3 separate regions of the Mus musculus genome follow, and regions 2 and 3 are each linked to region 1. A link is a contact called in public Hi-C and HiChIP or PLAC-seq data. All regions are on one chromosome and are shown on one strand. Each heading gives the region's core, a stretch centred on a gene start, on an enhancer-like site or on the middle of the called end of the contact. The rest is flanking DNA. Distances are from core to core; before and after follow the strand shown. Region 1 overlaps Otud7a (OTU domain containing 7A). Region 2 overlaps Trpm1 (transient receptor potential cation channel, subfamily M, member 1). Region 3 overlaps Trpm1 (transient receptor potential cation channel, subfamily M, member 1).

What was found. Hi-C and Micro-C count contacts between places; a contact is called where the count stands out from the background. HiChIP or PLAC-seq counts read pairs in DNA pulled down with a chosen protein or histone mark.
Region 2: a contact with region 1 is called in a FOXA1 HiChIP or PLAC-seq map of pancreatic cancer cells. The contact joins two enhancer-like sites. A contact is called at or near these places in 8 of 115 datasets of contacts at active chromatin or transcription factors (T-cell acute lymphoblastic leukemia, Th17 cells, embryonic stem cells and 4 more) and 3 of 9 other capture datasets (adipose tissue, embryonic stem cells and liver).
Region 3: a contact with region 1 is called in a Hi-C map of muscle stem cells, with 2.4 times the contacts expected there. The contact joins two enhancer-like sites. A contact is called at or near these places in 2 of 15 datasets of contacts at CTCF or cohesin (large pre-B cells and pro-B cells), 11 of 484 Hi-C or Micro-C datasets (the G1E-ER4 cell line, Th1 cells, cortical neurons and 5 more), 10 of 115 datasets of contacts at active chromatin or transcription factors (astrocytes, embryonic fibroblasts, embryonic stem cells and 4 more) and 3 of 9 other capture datasets (adipose tissue, embryonic stem cells and liver).

The regions. Positions count from the first base shown.
Region 1 is chr7:63,751,090-63,755,650 of GRCm38.p6, forward strand. Otud7a (OTU domain containing 7A) reads left to right here. Exons shown (of 14, transcript NM_130880.1): 12 at 3,543-3,657; 13 at 3,827-3,911. Among named protein-coding and RNA genes, the nearest start is that of Gm39023, 99 kb to the right of the region's middle. Within about 2 kb of position 2,537, at least 103 of the 459 cell types and tissues checked have an H3K27ac peak or open chromatin away from gene starts, as enhancers often do. A contact at or near this core is called in muscle stem cells and pancreatic cancer cells, where this site is marked.
Region 2 is chr7:64,191,226-64,195,659 of GRCm38.p6, forward strand. All of the region lies in intron 1 of Trpm1 (transient receptor potential cation channel, subfamily M, member 1), which reads left to right. Among named protein-coding and RNA genes, the nearest start is that of Mir211, 12 kb to the right of the region's middle. Within about 2 kb of position 1,461, at least 88 of the 459 cell types and tissues checked have an H3K27ac peak or open chromatin away from gene starts, as enhancers often do. A contact at or near this core is called in pancreatic cancer cells, where this site is marked.
Region 3 is chr7:64,236,686-64,241,091 of GRCm38.p6, forward strand. Trpm1 (transient receptor potential cation channel, subfamily M, member 1) reads left to right here. Exons shown (of 27, transcript NM_001039104.2): 20 at 971-1,099; 21 at 3,735-3,986. Among named protein-coding and RNA genes, the nearest start is that of Mir6416, 11 kb to the right of the region's middle. Within about 2 kb of position 2,651, at least 44 of the 459 cell types and tissues checked have an H3K27ac peak or open chromatin away from gene starts, as enhancers often do. A contact at or near this core is called in muscle stem cells and pancreatic cancer cells, where this site is marked.

The sequences.
Region 1 (4,561 bases), core at 1,287-3,786:
CACGCCTGCACACCAGTGTTAGAGTCTTCTCAACACATTAGAATGTGGGTTTCTTTCCTCCTTCCTCAAAGGTTGTTTTGTTTTGTTTTGTTTTGCTGAAAGTCAGTCATTTTTCTAAGCAGAGAAGACTGGGGAAATCACTTCGTTCCTGGAAACAGGCACACTTTTTTTTTCTTTAGTGTGCATGTTGAAAGCTGTCAGGACACACAAGGCAGGTCACCCCCTCCTGGTAGCACAGAACACTGTCCTAACTGTACCCCGAGTTTGTGGACCTGAGCTCTGCAACTTGTGCTCCTGCTCCTTGGTGGAGAGGAGAGCGCAAGCTCTGCAGAGAACACACCTTGGGATGTTTGCCCATCTTCTGTGGGGCTGGGGGAGGTGGAGGGTGCACCCATGTTCTCATGCTTATGGGAGCCAAAGGTCAATATTGTGTCTTCCTCAGTCCCTTTGTGCCTTTTATTTTGAGACATGGTCTATTGCTGATGTAGCTCAACTGGCTGTCCAGCGAGCCCCAGCTCCTCCTATCTCAAGCTCCCCAGCCCTGAGATTACAAGTATGAATTTTTGCACCTAGCCTTTAATAGGTGCTGGGTTTTGAAACTCATGTTTTCAAGGAGGAGAGTTTACCAACTGAGACATTCCTCTAGCCCCTCACCCATCCTTTTTGTGAACACCATGCTCAGTCCTATAGATGGGAGCCTGTAAGAGCCAACTGGTTTCTTATTTCTCTTTTCTAGAGGAAGAGCCTGCATAACTTCACTGGCTTGCATTCTTCTTTCATGCATATAACACATCTAGCTGAGTTCTTCGTACTGGGGTCAAGTCAACCCCTCCAGGTTGTCTCCACCTTCCCTCAGAGGCATTTTTCTTTCCTTCAAATTTGAGTCACTTAGACTGGCTGAGCCATCCACTCAGGGGTAGGCTAAAGACACGCTGAGAATCTGTAGCTTTCTCATTGTAATGGTAACCTCAAGCAGAAATATCCATTGTGTTTCATAGAATGAAAACTCCAAATCTTCATGGGCCAGTTAGAGATGCTGTAGTAGGCTTACAGGCTAAATGTAAGAGAGAGTTCTTTCCAAAGCAAACCGAAGAGTAAATCCTCTAAGGCCCATTTTGAAAGCTGTTGCTGTTATTGACATTTGCCACCAGGGGGTGCTCTATGATGCCGCCATTTGTTTGCCTGGGTAAAGCAGATGTTTTTCCATGTACAATGGGACAAACATGAAGTGCAATTGATGCTCATGAGGACAGCCTGTTTTTGAGATGCCCTTGGCTGCACCTCCCCTCAGCCTTCAAACAGGCAGCAGCTCATACTCGAAAGATCAGGTGTGAGCTGTATGTCTCCAGCCCCTCACTTAGGACGTAGTCTTCACCCCAGGACAGGAGAGTTGACAGACTGTCAGACTCTTTCTAGGTAGCCAGCACTAGAATCTTCAGATGTATTTCAGTTGTCTTCTCAGAGTAGACAGACCAGGAACCCAGTCCAGGCTATCTGCTGAGGGTAAGAATCCCCAGGCACGCTGTAGCCGTAAGGTAAGAAAGCTGGGACGTCCTGGTTTAGGTAATTTATCAGAAACCAGACAAAATCATAGTGGCTCAGGTTGGGCTCCCAAGTCAACAAAGCCTATGCTGGAGTTCTGGTTAGCAGACAGTTCTTCTCCCAATGAGGTTCAAGAGCCTGCTCCTGACGTCATATACTTGCATTGTCTGTGTAGGAGACATGGGCAGAGAGGGAAACGTCCCCTAAGCCTGGCCATATTGCCCAGAACTGACCATATTACTTTGCTCACAGCCTGTGCATTCAGCTAAGCAAACCACTCCCCACCACACCCCCTTGCTAAGAGGATGGAAAGTATAGTCACAGCTGGCCCATGAAGGGGTAGACAGCCTGACCCAGAACACCCAAATTATACCCACAGGAATTATTTCTGACAAGTTATTATCCTCTATAACAATCTTTTCCAAAACACCTTGATTTGAAGATCCACAGGGAAGCTTATTTACAACGTAGCCCTCCATCCTGATTCAGGACCCTTGCGTTGGCCCTCTGTATGAAGTACAGATCCCTAGGGGACACAATTCTAGTGAGTCTGGGATGCAGTGTCCCTAAGGATCACCTCTGCTGTCCCCCAGCCACCGGTAGGAAGCCACACCAAAGCCTCAATGTGTGTTTGCTGACCTACAAGACAGGCTGAGCTCAGCCCTGGAAACGAAAGCCACATCAAAGCAGAATGAGATGTCCCAGTCCCCTCCCCCGTCAGACCTTACCTACACTGCTCCATGGCTGGCCACACACAAGGAAAACCCCTAAACTGGCTGGTGATCCACAAAACTGCCTTTCATCTGTTTAGGTGGGAAGAAAGGGGGTGGGGTGGGGGGGGAGAAGCAGTTTGCACTCACAGTCTCTTTAGAAACACTAGAGGGCAGCATTGAGTCGCATCTAATTTCTCAACTTTGCAGTATTGGCTCCTGGATTTTCTGTGTTTTGTTTGCCTTTTTGTTCTTGCCATGGCACTGCTAGTATGAATCATAGGCTACGGGCAAGCAAAGGAACAAAGCAGCTGCCAGGGGCCCTGAGCTGGGCTTCTCTGCGGTGGTGAGACTCCAGAGGGGTGGGGCATCCTGAGCGAAGTGACAGAAAGGAGACTGGTACTCATTAGGAAGGTGGAATTTGGAAACCATCTCCACACTTCTTCCTGTTCACTACCCCTGACAACACCCTGAGGAGAAAGCAGATGTGACATTAAGGATTCCATTTGCTAGGAGCAGGGATCCCTCGGGAACTCATCAGATCTCAGTACACCTGTAGGTAGATACTGACCCCACCCATACTGGTCTCGGTGGCTGGTGTGCCTCTGTCCAGATGCTTTGTGGTGAACCAGCTCCTCTGAGAAGTAACAGGCCAGACTCCCCCACCTAATCACCACCGCCACAGAAGGCTCCCTCTCTGCTCCCCTTTTAAAGGGGCTGTAGGCCAACACTGCCTCTCCTGGACTTGTCACTAGATGCTTTCTGTAGGAGCCTGCTGCCTGGTCCTATGCAGATGAGCTCCCTGGTGGGGGCGGGGGGTGCAGCCCCCACCTCCAGTCTTGCCTCAGCAGAGCTCAGCTCACACCTCTCCCAACTTGCAAATTCTGCCCTTCTCTGAGATGAAATGGAGGCAAGGAGCAGGTCATCCAAAAGTGGCCTTCCGTGGTTCACCACACCCATCTGGGTTTTTCTTCGGAAATAGCAAAAGCACCCATAGCTTTTTCTCATCCTGACAGCAGAGAGATGCCTGCCCTCTAACAGAAAGAGACCCTGTCAGTCCAGGTGATGCCTCCACCTGCTTGCTCTTCGCCTACATAATAGAAACAAGTTTGAAACCTATAGTCTTAACATTCGTGGTATGCAAGTTCTGAGTCTACCTTCTGTCTCCATTAGGTTACCTGCCCTGGGACAGCTATTTTTGAATTTCTGAGCTCTGAACTCTGCTGGTGCCTCCAGCCTCCTGGCAGGCAGATGAGGTGCCTGTCACCATGCCTCTCTCTTCTGTTTCAGCTGTGATCCCTCTGACGGATTCGGAACACAAGCTGCTGCCCTTGCACTTTGCTGTGGACCCGGGAAAGGACTGGGAATGGGGGAAAGATGACAACGACAATGCCCGGTTAGCCAAGTAAGACCTGCCCCGCAGTCCAGTCCGGACCCCAACACCCTGCGGGAGAGTGGTGGTGACAGGACTCCTGTTGGGATTTGGGGGACTAAAGGGCAGGGAGAGGATTGCACGCGCAGGCGAGTGAGCTCCTGCCACCTCCGGAGCTTCTCACTGGGTGTTCTTTTGTCAGCCTCATCCTGTCCCTAGAAGCCAAGCTGAACCTTCTACACAGCTACATGAATGTGACGTGGATCCGCATCCCCTCCGAGACCCGGGTGAGCCTCGAGTGCACGAAGCCCCACCCAGTGACCGGGCAGCAGCCGCTCTGTGCGGTGCGGGCAATGCTGTGCCTCCCCAAAGTCTCCACGCAGCGCAGCGCTCGGCTCCACGCCTTGGGGAGGTCCCACACCTTCATGCCCCAGAACCGGACCCAGCTACTGATTCCTAGTCCAAACACTTCCTCCCGGTGGGAGGCGGGCGCGTATTAGGGGCCCTCCCTCTCCCCCACCCCCCTCCACCTCTTATTTTACACAGCAGGAGAAGAATAAACACACCCACTCACAAAGCAAACCGTAGGCAAGTCAAAACACAAAACTATCTCTGCAGAGATCGGAACAAAATGTGCCGCGGCAGAGCGGAATTAATTATAACTGTGTGTGGATCCTTAGAAAATCTAGGGAACCAACAGCGCTAGTCCTCAGCGCGCGCCCTTCCCCTCCCTGAGGCGGAGGTGGCCTCCGGTGGAGCTAGCAGAAGGCGGAGAGACGCGGACCCATCCCGGGGGTGGGATGGGGGTTGCCCCTGCTTGCAGATGCTGAGAGATTCTTTTTAAGTTTGTGACTGATGTTTTCATAATCTTGGGAGGGAACTCCCAAGGGAAGGGATTTGTGAAAATTGCTTGCAAATAATTGGTCCTCCCTGACAT
Region 2 (4,434 bases), core at 211-2,710, 440 kb after region 1:
CCTCAGTCTCTTCCCATGACCCCTTCGGTATTGAAGCTTCAACTGCAACTGAGTCTGCACCTTCTCCAATGGTTCCTTATGGCCTGTGTGTGTGAATGTATATGTGTGTATGTGTATGTGTGTGTGTGCCTCTGTATATGTGTACATGTGTGTGCATATGAGTGTGTGTGCCTGTGTGTGTGTGTGTGTACACCACAGTGCAGATGTGGAGGCAGAGGACAGTCTGTAAAACACAGTTCTCTCTTTCTCCAGTGTGGATTCTGGGAACAGATTCCCAGGCTTGGTGGCAAGCACCTTACCTGCTGACTTACCTTACCGCATGACTCTTTTATAGGAGCCGTGAAGACGTTCTGGATGTAGACAGTGCCAATGGTCATATAGTCCCTGAAGTGGACCAAAAGCAATGAACTACAAGCTTTAAGGCAAATTTTAGGGCTTGTGGCTTATATCTCAATATATTCACATTTTGACAATTTCACATATACATACAATGTGTTTCGATCATATTCTCTTATTACTTTCTTTTATTCCCTCCTTCTCTTACTAACTCCCCTCTTTCCCCCAGCTAGTCCCCCTTCCAGTCTCTCTGTGTGTAGCACACTGAGTTCAATTGGGATCGATTGTCTAGGTGTGGGTGGGAGGAGAGTCACCATAGACCGACAACGTATCAGTCCACACTACTGAGGAAGACAGCTAACTTAAAGATCACTCTTTTCTCGGGGACTCCCAATTGGAGAATGGTTTCTTAATGTGTCCGGGCAATGTCCCCTGGCGCAGACAGCGTGAGTCCTGTCACTGGCTGGATGAGCTGGGACAACTTTTGACATTTCACATAGGCTAGCCCTGTGCTTTTGAGGGATACTGAGGGCCAAGCACCAGAAATAAAGTCTTCATGTGAGAGTCTAGGTAAACCCCCGAGGCACCATGACTCTCTGAGTCTGACACCAGCCTCAAGCCCACAGACAAGGGGCAGCTTCTCCTTCATTTTCTGGGGGCAGTTTGGAAGTGTTCAGAGCTGCTTCACCACAGAGACAGAGAAGCTGTGCCTAAACTTGAGACACAAGAGCCAGAAAGGCCGGTTGGCTCTAGGCCAGGGCCTCCCCTGAAGCAGAGGGTGGAGCAGGAAGGAATGACTGTGGGTTTTAATCCCCTGTGCACAGAAAGCTCTCTGGCTGGGGAGCCTGTCTGACTTTCTGCAGTGGACAGTTTCCCTGGCCAGTTGGTGCTGCCCCAGGTGCTCCCCTTGCGGCCGGGGGTGGGGTGTTCCACAGTGGAATCCCACAGTCACGTGCAGTGTGCAGGGCCATCAGTCAGTCACTTCACTTCCTGTAGGCTATAAGGAGAAACCAGAGTCTAGACCTCTTAAGTGCGACTGGCAGCTAGTTGTACTTTGTATGCCTGAGTCCAGCTAAGCCCCTGTGAGGGATGAGCAGCCGTGGGTGAGAGTCAGAGTCGTCTGCTCTAAATATACACACGAAACGAGTAGTTTGTCCTGGCTAAACTGGTCCAGTCATTTCACTGTGGACTTTGCTGTTAATTTTGGCCCAAGAAATGGCCATTGCGTAAACAGTCTCACGTAGCAGAAAGCCAATGTTTATGCCTGGAAGCCACTTTTCCCATTTCTGCCAGAGTAGAGTCACACCCTGCCTTTACAGCCCACCCAACTCACCCTCGTCCCTGCCCTAGCCGTCTCGAGAGTGTGCCTGCTCTCTCCCACCCTCCCTGTTGGGCCCTGTCCTTCATGTAGAGACGTGAAGGTCAAGTTGTTAATGTGCCTTGTAGCCTCTCATCCCCTAGGACCCCGACTTCTCTCAGCTCTTGTCATGGGCAAACTTCTCCAGCCTCTGACACTGTCTCAACCTCCTCACTCCGCCCTTTTACTGTAAAGCTCCGTTAAAAGCCTAGAGAATGCACTTTTATCTTACACAGGACACCTCGGCCACACTCACAGGTCATTCTACCAGAAAATAAACACCAGGCCCCATTGCTCATCAGGCTGCTCTCCCTTACACCCTTCCCACTGCTTGTCCAGGACCCACATGCTGGTACTCTCGAGGGGAGAAGCCAGTATTCTGAGGGAAGTAAGGGTAAGAAAAAAAGACTGTACTTGACCAGGACCACAAACAATGGCAGCCACTCAGAAAACCCCACCTTCTCAGAGACTGAAGGACAAAAGTCAAGCTGACACCCCATGGGGGTCACAGATGCCCTGCATGGGCTGAGAAGGAAAGAGAATCACACTTGAGATGGCTCCATCTCAGTGCTGCCTGGGTGGACCGAACAGGACCTAACTGCCAGAGGCACATTTCTCCTGGCCAACCTCCTCCAACTCCTGCCTTCTCATTATAATTATTTATTTATGCTCCTTCCGGTGCTCCCTTCTAGTCCCCTCCTCCGCAAGGCCCTCCTCACCCCCTTCTCCTCTGAGAGAGTTCCCCCTCTGTATCCCCACCCCCAACCCCCACCTGCAAATCAAGTCTTTACCAGATTAGGTCCCTCCTCTCCCACTGAGGCTACACAAGGCAGCCCTGCTGGGGAGCGGATACCACAGTCAGGCTACAGCTTTAGGGACAGGCCTCCACTCCAGTTGCTGGGGGCCCCACATGGAGACTGAGCTGCACATCTGCTACATATGTGCCGAGGGCCTCATTCCAGCCCATGTGTGTGTGTGTCTGTGTGTGTGTGTGTGTGTGTGTGTGTGTGTGTGTGTGTGTTCGTTCTGTGGTTGATGGTTCATTCTCTGAGAGCTCCCAGAAATCCCGGTTAGTTGACTCTGTTGGTCCTCTTGTGGGGTTCCCATACCCTTCCACTGGCTTCTTTATCCACCATATGGGACTATAGAGGACGGCCAGTGTGAGCAGGTCAGAGCCGGGCATCTGCCGTCTTTCCCATGCTCCCCACGAAGTGCCTTGAGAAGGCTCTCTCACCGAGCTGGAAGCTCACAGTTTCAGTCAGGCTGGCCAGCCAGGGAATGCTCGGGAGTTACCTGTCTTCACACACCTCCCTGCACTACTGGACTTACAAACCTATCTCTTTACACGTGTGCTAGACTCGAACTCAGGTTACCCAGAGAGCCATCTCCCCAACACGCCCTGCTCCTTGTCTTTCTTACTGTGACATGTCTGAAAGCGACAGAAAGGGTAGAGTCTAGGCACCATGTTGATTTTGTTGTTATAGTTGTTTATTTTTATTATTTTATACATATGGGTGTTTTGCCTGGGATCTGTGCATCCAGAAGAGAGTGAAGGGTCTCCTGGAATTAGAGCTACAGATGACTGTGAGCTACCTTGTGGGTGCCGGGAATTAAATCCCACGGCCCTCCAGAATAAAAGCTGGCACTCTTAACCACAGAGCCACCTCTCCAGCCCTTTGCTTTGTTTTGTCAGAGAGTGTCTTGCTACATAGTTCAATCTCTCAGCAATTCTCCTGCATCAGCCTCCCGAGTATTGTGTGTCTTAAACTGTGAACGGTGACCCAAGTAGAGAAGGGTGTCGATTTGGAGACCCAGAAACACGGCTGCAACAAAGGCTTCTGAGTTGGGGTGACCAGAAATCAACTCAAAGTCAAACACAGGATTCGAACATGTTTCTGGCGTTGCTCATTGGTGTGGTATGTATCGGTTCCACAGCGCCTGGGCCTTGAGCTCACTGCACAGAGCAGACAGGCATCATCAGGTCAGGATCTCTCGATATGGCCACCTGAGACACCAAGGCTCAGGCTGCAGTCTCTGATGAATCCTGGTGCTTCTGTTAACTGCTGTGCACTTAAAAAAACATGGTGACTTCATTATGGAGAGCAAAGATATTTAATATTTTCTAGCCACCTCTCCGCATGTAAGCACCAAATTAGTATAGCTTTAGATGTGTCAGCACGTCTGACTTTAAAAATTGCTGTCTGATTTGTTGACACGAGTTTCATTTTAAAAAGCGATTGAATGAGTTTCGCCTTAGGATTGAGAAAACATTTCCAACAACTTCTGAAATGGCCCTAAACACATTCTGCACTGTGTGGTTTTGGGAGGCAGCATATTCAACACTGACAATTATAAAATTAAAACACCTGTCAGTTCTGGAAGCTGTGGTAGATGATCTGAATCATGCAGTAACAAATATTCGGCAAAGACAGAATTCATTATAAGAAAATAAACAAGCACAGTTATCCAATTTATGTGCAGAATTGCTTCACCTTCGACAAATAGTAAAATTACATATCACACCATCAGAGACTTATTATAACACAATGTGTAATCAAATAGTTATTTTAAACACTTAAACACTTTGTTTCTTATTGATGAATGCTGTACTTATACACATCTATGCTTTATACACCAACTTCTGGTAAAGACTTGATGTGCGCGGGGAGGGGCAGGGGGAGCACACCCTCTCAGAGGAGAAGGGGGTGGTGAGGACCTTTCGGGGGAGGGGACTAGAAGGG
Region 3 (4,406 bases), core at 1,401-3,900, 490 kb after region 1:
ACAGAAGGTGCTCAATCCCAATATTGCCTCAGAAGGCCCGCCCCCACTGACCTCCTTCTGGGCCCCAGCTCTTAAAGGCTGCACCACAGGCTGGGAACAAAGCATTTAACACATGGGCCAATGGGAGCATTTCCAATAGAAACAATAGCAAGGCTGAACCCAGATCATAAACACACTCAGAGTTAACGGAAGACTGTCTTCTCCAAAGCCCTCACCAAACAGATGTGCTTGGAAACAGCAGGTCATTTTCCAGGCTTGGGTCTGTCTATACTCCTTTGAAAATGAGGCTCACTAGTTGCAAGAGCAGGACAGGACACAAGAACAGATTGGAGCAGTCCCAGAGTCATGCCCAGAGTAGTTTGGGCAAAACGCCATTCTGGAGAGCCAGCTACAAAGAACCTCCCTCCAGACGCGCTCTTTCCCCATGTGCCTCAACTCTTCCCCCACCCCAATCCTACCCCTTTCCTTGTCAAAACAATAATTTGTTGTGGCCACAGAATATCACAGACCTGTCACTGGAAATTGGGGAGTGGGGGGCAGGGACTCTTAGGTCAGCACTGTGACCCTTCGCTGAGAATTCGTCCACATGGCCTCTCCTAGCTTCTCAGTTGTCCATCTACAACGCAGGAATTTAAGAGCAAGTTGGGTGAGACAGGAGTGCTAAGTCACCCTTGCCATTTTCGCAGAATATAAAAGACATACCAACAAACTACCAAAAAGGGTTCCTTGTAAAATATGATCCTTGCAACTTCATAACAAAGGTATAGTTGGGCAGAGCATAGGCTGTCTATGTCAGAGCCTGTACTGCACCAAAGTGTAGGACACCCCCAAGCTACCCCAGTTTCCGAACCAGTGATAGACCCACAGGAAGGATGTCCTCTAAGTAGGTCAGTCTATGGGAAGAAGCCTTTTGTAGATGAAGCACTGAATGTCATCCCTGAGACACACCTGCCATCTTTTCCTTCTTCAGATTTCCTACTTGGGCTACTTGCTGCTGTTCAATTATGTCATCCTGGTGCGGATGGATGGATGGCCATCACCCCAAGAATGGATTGTCATCTCCTACATTGTGAGCCTTGCATTGGAGAAAATACGAGAGGTGATTCTTGAAAAGTCTTGTCCCACCCCCTAATGGCTGAGTTCAATTTCCGATGCTAGTAATGCAGAGTTGTGTGCAGATGACGGCTCCCAGGGAGGCGTCACCATCTCCAGTCACTCCATTTGCTTGTTTCAGATGTATACACCCCCTCGCGCTGACTGAGTTTCAACTCATAGTTCAAAACGCAGGGAAAAATAAATGACATAATAATAGAACTAGGTTTGAATATGTAAACGAGCTACACCAAATGCTGCCAGCTACTTGAGATGAGCCAATAGTTCCAAATGGGCACAGATTTTGGCTGTCTTTTGAGACCTGAGAGCTAAACTGGAGTGATACATGAGATTGCACTTTTTAAAAGATGTGTGTGTGTGTGTGTGTGTGTGTGTGCATGTGTGTGTGTGTCCCACACACGCACACTCACACCCTTGCCTGCACATGCGCCTGAGAATGCATGTGCCCGTCTGTGTGAATGCACCCATCCATGTGGGTAGACTTGCCCATGCTCTCTTAGGTTAGCTTCATTTGTCTACCTTCAGGTTTGAAGCAGAGTCTCTGAAATGAGCCTGAAACTCACTGTTGTAGTTAGACTGGCTGGTGGGAAAGTCTCTAGATCCCTCGCTCTCTGCAACATTCCTACCCTCATCACAGTGCTAGGGCTATAGGCACACACCACCATATCCAGATGTTACATTACTTCCAGACATCCGAACTCAGGGTCTCATGCTTGCCCAAGAAGCACTTCACCCATAGATCCTCCTCCCCAGCCCTAGGAATAGCATTTATGCTGTAACTTTGGACTTTGGGTCACACTGTGCACTTGCGCAGTTGGTCTCTTGTTCACAGCGTGCATGGAAGAGAGGCCTGGAGGCCATAGGAGAAGGAGCTGAATAAGGCGTGGCTTCAGAAAGAGGCTGTTCACAATGTAATTCCACTGAAAGAAAAAGAAAAAAATCCTGAAAGAAGGGAGAGGAGTTGCTTACCCATATCAGTTGTTCGGCACCAAGCATAGCAGTGACTCCAATTACCCAAGGGCAGGCCTCCCAGAATGGGGCAGGTGTGGGCCTAACAGGAGCACCTGCACCAAATGGGTGGCATGCCCACCTGGTGAGAGGTTCCAGGGAACCTGGGTGGGGCCCAGAACAGCTGCTGCAAGCAGAGGGGCCCAGTTTCTAAAAGAAGTGCTGAAAAAGAACAGACACACTCCTACACGGGACATGGGGGAGTGGGGGTTAGCCAAGAAGGCAGTTTCTTCAGGAAGCGGAGGAAACACCCCTGAGGATGGGTCTTCTGCTGTCACCCACAAGTCTGAACTTAACTACATTCACTCCCAAACAGCAAGTTTTCATCCTGGCAGAACAGGAGCTTAAAGTGAAAAACCACACAGTACTGATTGCCGATCTTTTCCCTACGGACATAGAACCAATACTGTTGCTTCGTAATTACTGTTACTTTGTACTTACTGTTGAGCTCATCCAGTAGAGTAAGTGTGATGACTGTCACTGGTCAAATGACAGCTGAGCAATCAAGAGTGCTGGGAATTCCTTCTCTACCCCACCCTCTTGCATGACTCCTATTGCTTCTCTGGCTCGGTTCCATTAGATTTCTGTGGCTGTTACAATCCAGGACTTCCCAAAGGGCCTGTCTTATCATTATATAACGTGTACGATGCAGAGGTGAGGAGACACATATGTAGGAGTCAGAGGACGATTTTGGGAATCCATTTTTGTCTCTCTACCTTTACGTGGGTCTCAGGCAACCAAACTCAGGTCACCAGGCTTGTATGACAAGTAAGTGTTTTACCCACTGACCCAACTTGCTATCCCTCCATCAAGATCTGGATCCTGTGACTAGTTACAGGAGAGACAGGGCAGCTGTCGGCCAGTACACATGGCTTGCTGAGACATGGAGCCCTTCTGTGTTAGTTTATAGTCAGCCAACACTCCACTGGCCCTGGAATCCCAGGATCTCTCCATGATTTCCAAAGCTGAAGGGGTACCCTGGCATTGCTGCCTTGTGCCCTGTATGCCTCTGCTGTGTCTGCCATGACTTTATATGCATGACTCTGCTGGCTGAATAGTTTCCACTTTATTCTATGTGGAAGTGTCCTATTAGTCAGCGGTGACGCAGAAAAAAGGATATCTCAAACAGGAGGGGAAAATCTGGTTCAACTTTCCCTGACTTCTCATGTCTAACTTGAGAAGGAATTTTGGCAAGCCCATGTTTCCCAGTCCCATCCAGCCATCCTCTGCCAGGTGGGTCATCCTTCTGTGGTGACAGAGAACTTGTCCCTACTCTAGAGTTGTCTGTCCTTCTGTAGAGGTCTGGAATGTGAGCCAACAGGCATGAGTCCAGATCATTAAAAAGGGAATCAAAAGGCAGCTGCTCTAATTACAGCCAGAAGGAGACAATTTGGAAGGCATTTCCTGCGTCTATGAAACCCGTGCATCTAAGAACACAGAGGATTCTGTGGAATTTCCCCCTCTAGATATACCCTCTGCCAGAAAAATTCATGTGCAGAATTCAGTGCCCTGGCCCTGACTGTCCTGGCACTCTTATCTTTCCAAGAATCTAATGATGATAAGGTTTCTAATAGGATCCTCTCAGCTTACTGCTCTTTGGGGTTTACTTGTAGATCCTCATGTCGGAACCAGGCAAACTCAGCCAGAAAATCAAAGTGTGGCTCCAGGAGTACTGGAACATCACAGACCTCGTGGCCATCTCCATGTTCATGGTTGGGGCCATCCTTCGTCTCCAGAGCCAGCCATACATGGGCTATGGTCGGGTCATCTACTGTGTGGATATCATCCTCTGGTACATCCGAGTGTTAGACATCTTTGGTGTCAACAAATATCTTGGTCCCTATGTGATGATGATTGGAAAGATGGTTAGTAACAATTCCCCATGAGTAACCAGATAACTTGGCATTAGAGCACCAAACCAAGCTAGGGTGTGGCTTCCTTTGATTTCGTTTCAGTCTTTCCTTTGCAGCTGGCTTAACACATGCAATTGCCCTGCATGCTGACATCTTCATAAACTCCAACAGGAAGGCATGGGTTGCACATTTCCTATGCATGCCCTTACATAGACATTTATCTCTTACTGTGCACCAGGGACTTGATACATGGCATCTTCTTTCTTCCATGTCATATTTAAACTTAGTGTGATAACTACATTTATCAAATTTGTTCTGATTCGATACTGATTATATTTCAATAGTAAGAGAAAAGAAAATGTCCTTTGCTTTTCTAAGAATCTGCTTTGCAGTCCCAGGACATAAGAGAGCCTAAGTTCTTAGAAGTAGTCA